Linked DNA regions of Mus musculus: region 1 is linked to region 2. The links are chromatin contacts, called in public promoter capture Hi-C maps. All regions are on one chromosome and are shown on one strand. Each heading gives the region's core, a stretch centred on a gene start, on an enhancer-like site or on the middle of the called end of the contact. The rest is flanking DNA. Distances are from core to core; before and after follow the strand shown.

Region 1 (2,733 bases), core at 60-2,559, 48 kb after region 2:
AGGGACCCCAGGTCCACCGAGCAAGGGTAACGCCAAGGACTGAGAACTGTTTCTAGGAGAGGACAGAAGCATGGGTTGATTTAGGCAATTCCAAACGGGGCACAAGGACTGTTTTAGGTCTTCTCAACAGGACACTCACATTTTGTGATGAAGACAGTGATAATAGGTTCTTCGCAACTATGTATAACTTTATGCTCTGCAGAGGTCTTTTATGGGGGTGTGGTTTGAGCATCAGCAGGGCTCTGTGATGTGGGAACCCGAGTAACAGTTTCTCATTTTACAATGAGGAAATCTAGACTCAGATATTTGCCTAAGGCTACAGACTTCAAAGAGTGGGGAAGCAATGTTTTGAACCAAGCTCTAGACTTCATTTTCCTCCAGTTCCTCTCACAGACAAGGTGAGCACCCTACCTCAGCTCCAGCCCCCGCAGCCCTTCACCGTGGAAATGGCAACACATGATAAAATAGGCTTAAATATAAGCCTAGGAAACACGAGGAGAGGCACGGGATTGGGAGCTTTCTGACAGATAACTGAAAACCCGAAGAAATCAAGAAATGGCTTTGTCTCTTATGAGAGGAGGTAGGGAGGGAAAAATTAAGCCCTCACTACGGTGGCTCTTCACAACACCCCCTGCGTTCTTTGTCTGGCTGTTGAGCCAGGACCCCCTTTGAGATCACAGAGCCAGATTGTGTTCCAGAGCTTCTGGCTGTTTCCAAAAGTCACAGTCCCACCAAAAAGAAGAGTCTGTCCCTCACCCCAGGAGCACACACTCTGGGGACACTCAGGCTAAACCTGAGCAGCAGACCTGACACTCTTCAAACAACCGAGTCTCGGTTTCCTCTTCTGCAAAACCAGGGGCTCGCTTTCTTCCAATCTTAGATTGCGATGGGATACATTAATGGAGAGACACTGTGGACCCTGGGGCATAGTGCATATGAGTGGTAGTTATTAATATTTTACACCATTTTAGGCACTGCAGTTTCTTGTGGATTTTAAAATAGGCCCTGCAGAAGCTACTTTCAGAGAAAGTAGTATGGAAAAGATCCCTGTAAGACAAGGGGCTTTTGCTTGGGCGTGGAAGGTGAAAGTGGATGAAGGTCGGTCCGGCTTTAAACAGCTGCAGATGGGATCAAGGACCAGGCAGGTGGAGCTGATAGATCAGGGACGGGCAGGTGGGGCAGCTTTCCCTGACTTTTCATCTCTCCGTGCAATGATGTCAGACTTTGTCCCCCAGCCCCCACCGGCCTCCTTCCAGAGTACTTTTTGCCTAGTTTACCTGAGTATTACGTGCGTCCATACACAAAGCCAGACTCTCTGACAGACAGCTCCCTCTCACTCAGTTATTGATTAACTATCACGAACCTGGAATATGCTATGCTAGGTGTTTTTCTTCCCCCGCTGTTGCTGTCGTTTGGTTTTGGTTTGTGTTTTTAGATTGATTTTTATTTCATGTGTATGAATGTATTGCCTGCATGTTTGTCCATCATGTGCACTCATTGTCTCTGGAAGCCAGAAAGAGTGTGAAATCTCTTTAAGATTGGAGTTACAGATAGTTGTGAGCTGCCCTGTGGGTGCTGGGGATTGAACCCAAGTCCTCTGGAAGAGCAGTTACTGCTCTGAAACGCTGACCTACTACAGATTACACACGGTGATGCTGAGAAGAAGAATAGAAAGGGAAACCATGTGGTAGAGTGTTCTGTAAGCGATGGACGTGACACCACATGATGCTTTGGGAAAGGCCTCTGAGGTGACAGTGGGGACCTCCGAGGGCAGAATGTTATGGATAGAGAGTATGAGACACACAACGGCCCAGAGGCAGAAATGAACTTCGTGCATTTGAGGGGCTGAAAGGGTTTAAACAGCTGAAGTTGGAACACAAAGGGTTAAAAGGTGAGGTGAGAGCCAAGGCAGGCCAGGTTATGTTGGGTTTATGCTGGGCCATGGGCAGGAGTTTGGATTTTGTTCTAAATGCAGTGAGGGCCATTTGGACATTAAGTAGGAGAACAACGAGATTGACTCTGCCTTTTAAAAAGATTATTCTTAATCCAGCCACCCCCTGCCCAGACTCACGCATGTGCACAAGCGCTCGCTCAGCCAGATTCTAAGAGTATCACCAGGCTGCCAGTTACCTGCCTGTCTCCCCTCCTCCCCGCCCTCCCCCTCCCCCACTGCAGCCTGTTGCTGGATCTCATGAATGCCTCAACAATGTTTATGGACTGAAGTGCAACCTTTCCTTTGTACAGCCAGCAGCCTGATTCCAGCCCTTGAATAAAGAAAGGGTTGCTTGAGTTGTATCTCCTGCTCAAGAACTTTCAATAGCTCTCCAGCACCCAGGAAACCAAACTGCACCTCTCTAACCCTGCGACCGAGAAGCCTGAACGAATAGATCCCCAAATCAGTCCGTCCACTTCTCTCTGCACTTACTGACATTCATCCTGTAGTGACTCCAGCTTCCTGAGCATGGCTTGTTTGTCCTTGTGCTGTTTTCTAGCTCTGCACTGACACTTCCTCCAATTACAGCTATCGGCCTCCGAGGCTGTCATTCCCTGGAGTCAGTGACACCTTCTCTCCTGGATGCTTTCTCTGCTCTTGCTTGATCCCATGTGGACCTCCGGAAGGATTTTTACCTGAACCTGTTCAAAGCATTTGTTGGAGTCTTCCTGGTGTCACAGTTGTCTGTGTGCATGTCTTACACTCTTCCTAAATGCAGCTTCCTGGGCATGGAGACAGAA
Region 2 (2,700 bases), core at 34-2,533:
CTCCAAGTCACAGGTTCTAAACAAGTCTTACCTCCCAACATCTTGACTATTTCACTACCTACTCCTCACCTCCTGTAACTAATTCATCACTGTGTTCCCTACACAAGAGCCCAGGTCTCTGTCGCCAAAATAACCATTTAATTCCACAGTTTATCAAACGCTAACAAATGCACCATCAAATTGACTTTTTACATGGCCGCTGACGTCACTGTCAGGGGGTGACTTGTTCTTGCTTTAACTAAAGTGTAACTCTGTATCCACTGCATCCTGCCTTGGATTATGTCCACAGAGGCATATTTGCATCCATTTCACTACCCTACCTAATGACTTTGACTCCAATCTTGGCCTCAGAATAACTCTTTTAACATTTAAAAAAACGCCCTTCCTTACCTCCAGCAGACTAAGGCTCTTGGGGGACAGATTTCAAGCTTTCTTTCTCATCCTTGGCAGCTTTAACATAACGTTCCCAGCAGTACTACTACAGGCCGTGGTCCTTCCCTCTGGACTAACCACCAACTCTGCGACTTGTTTTCCTTAGGATAACTCCATTTCACCAAGCTCACCCAACACTTACCAGTGACATCTTAATAGTCTTTGCAACTTTCAAAGGCCAGCCAGCCTCTAGGGTTCCAATTTGAAAACCACTGGTGTGTTCTACGACCCTCACAATGACTCAGTGACCTAACTCATTCGTCGCCAACTCACCTGCTGGAACCCTTTACAACTCAAGACATTCCTCTAGGCTTTCACCTCCCCCAACCCTTCAACAAGTCACTGGCCTGCGGAGTCCCCTTTCTCCCCTCTACGCATCTCCCGGGTCTTACAAACTCAACCCGAAATTCCTAATTTCGCGCGCTCTTTCCTCTCCATCGCCCCTCCATCCCAAGACCCCGAGACGGTCATCTCCCCTCAGGTAACCTCTCCAAGCACAGCTTTGGGACACAACCTCTAAAACCCCGAGAGATGCCCCGGTCTCTCCCATAGCTCCCGAGGCTCCCCCGCCTCCCCCAACAGGTTCCTCCAGACTCAACTCGCCAAGCCAGCGCCCCGACCCCCGGAGGCCCCCCGGCCACACGCGCACGCGGACCCGGCCCCCGCCGCGCCGGCCCGCCCCTCCCCCTCCCCGGGGCCACTTACCCCGGGCCGGAGAGGGGGAGGGGCGAGCGCGGGCGGGAGCTGCGGTCCCCGGCTGCTCTCAGCCCCGGGGGGCCGGGGCCCGGACCAGCGGCAGCAGCAGCGCAGCGTCTCCCCCCGGCGGCGGCAGCGGCGGCGGCGGCGCCGTCCCACTCCCGCAGGCACACATAGGCTCCATTGTCCGCCGGTGCCTCCCCCTTTCCGGCTCCCCCTCCCAGGCCCGCCCCTTCCCCCTCCCCTCGACCCTCCCCCAGCCGCACCGTGCCACGAAAGGTACCGCGGGCCCCGCCTCGGACGCGAGCGGAGGCGCGCCCCTCCCCCGGCCCGCCCGGCGGGGAATGGGGCCCTGGCCCCGCCGCCGCCAGGGCCCGCCCCCTCCGGGGGAATGGCACCCGTCCCCCTCCCCGAAGGCGATCGATGGTACCAGCCCGCCGCGGCCTCCGCCCCCTCCCGCGCCTGGCTCAAGAGAAGCCGCCCGCGCCCCGCCCACCCACGGCCCCGCCCCGACGGCACCGCCTTCTGCTTTGCATGACCCCTCCCATCCAACCCCGCCCCGGCTAGTCACCGGGTCCCCCCGCGGTGACGCCCACTCCCCGGTTTAAAGCCACAGAACCCTCTTTTTCAACTAAAAGATCCTCCTGCAGGACCCACGGGGCGGGTGGTGCGGCGGGGAGGTTCTCTTCCTTCCTCACCCTCCTCCCGGCGCTCATTCACCCAGACTCCCCATGGCCTCCAGCAGTACTGGAGCCACCGAAGGGGATTAGAAAAGGCGCGGGAGGGGGAAGGGCAGAGTGGAATTTAGCCATCTTTGACAGAAACTAACTGGGAGCTGCAGAAGGAACCGATCTTCCTTCACTCGCCCGCCGTTCAGGGTCGGGCCTAGTCTTCAGTCTTCATGCCACCTCCTCGCACCTCTCCACTGCGATTCCGCCTTGCTTCCCCCAGCCCACCCATCCGCCCCTAGGTGTCCACTCTACCTTTGCCCGTGAGGGCTTTCTTCCCTCTGGAAAGCTGGTCCCCTCGGCTTGCACTCTTCTCCCTCTTCCCAGAACAGACTCTCTGGGGTCCTGCTGGCGCTGTGGCTAGAGCAAGGTCTCCTTCACCTCGGGCCCTGCCCCGCCCCGCCCTGCCTGGCCAGCACTACCTATGGTTTCCAGAGAGCACCTTCTGCCCCGGCCTCCAGGTCTTCTCCCAACCACAGTATCACTCACTTAATTTTATTTTTTGGAAGAGCTTTGATGTTGAGAATTCGAGGGCGACGCGTTCAGCACTACCCCTGTGAAGTTAGATGTTAGCTCATTAGGTAGCACTTTTTCACATCTTGGTTAATGCGCCTTGCTCAGATTCCTGTTATCCTTATTTTGTGGGGCCGTGTTACTGCCTTGACCAGCCATCGTTACTGTCTGCCCTCCCCACAAAACCCTACTAATCTTCGAGTTTGTACTTTGCGGAGTTGATCTTAAGGATTCTCCTGCAACTCTGTGCACTGGTCCAAAGCGTTTCTAACAGTTAAGTGGATTCTGTGTACCTGAGAATGTACAGTCTCCCCGAAGATGGAAGCAAGCA

The links. Promoter capture Hi-C pulls out the DNA fragments that hold promoters and counts their contacts.
Region 1: a contact with region 2 is called in a promoter capture Hi-C map of liver, with 2.0 times the contacts expected there. The contact joins the enhancer-like site here to the promoter of Bcl9 in region 2. A contact is called at or near these places in 5 of 39 promoter capture datasets (cranial neural crest, hippocampal neurons, liver and 1 more), 1 of 15 datasets of contacts at CTCF or cohesin (CD8 T cells), 4 of 484 Hi-C or Micro-C datasets (Th1 cells, cerebral cortex, muscle stem cells and 1 more), 11 of 115 datasets of contacts at active chromatin or transcription factors (CD8 T cells, the SCID.adh cell line, T-cell acute lymphoblastic leukemia and 7 more) and 4 of 9 other capture datasets (adipose tissue, embryonic stem cells, liver and 1 more).

What each region holds. Positions count from the first base shown.
Region 1 is chr3:97,273,797-97,276,529 of GRCm38.p6, forward strand. It overlaps a transcript of Bcl9 not described here. Among named protein-coding and RNA genes, the nearest start is that of Bcl9, 48 kb to the left of the region's middle. Within about 2 kb of position 1,310, at least 48 of the 459 cell types and tissues checked have an H3K27ac peak or open chromatin away from gene starts, as enhancers often do. A contact at or near this core is called in CD8 T cells, T-cell acute lymphoblastic leukemia, double positive thymocytes and 2 more, where this site is marked.
Region 2 is chr3:97,226,081-97,228,780 of GRCm38.p6, forward strand. It overlaps Bcl9 (B cell CLL/lymphoma 9), which reads right to left and starts at 1,284. Exons shown (of 10, transcript NM_029933.4): 1 at 1,138-1,284.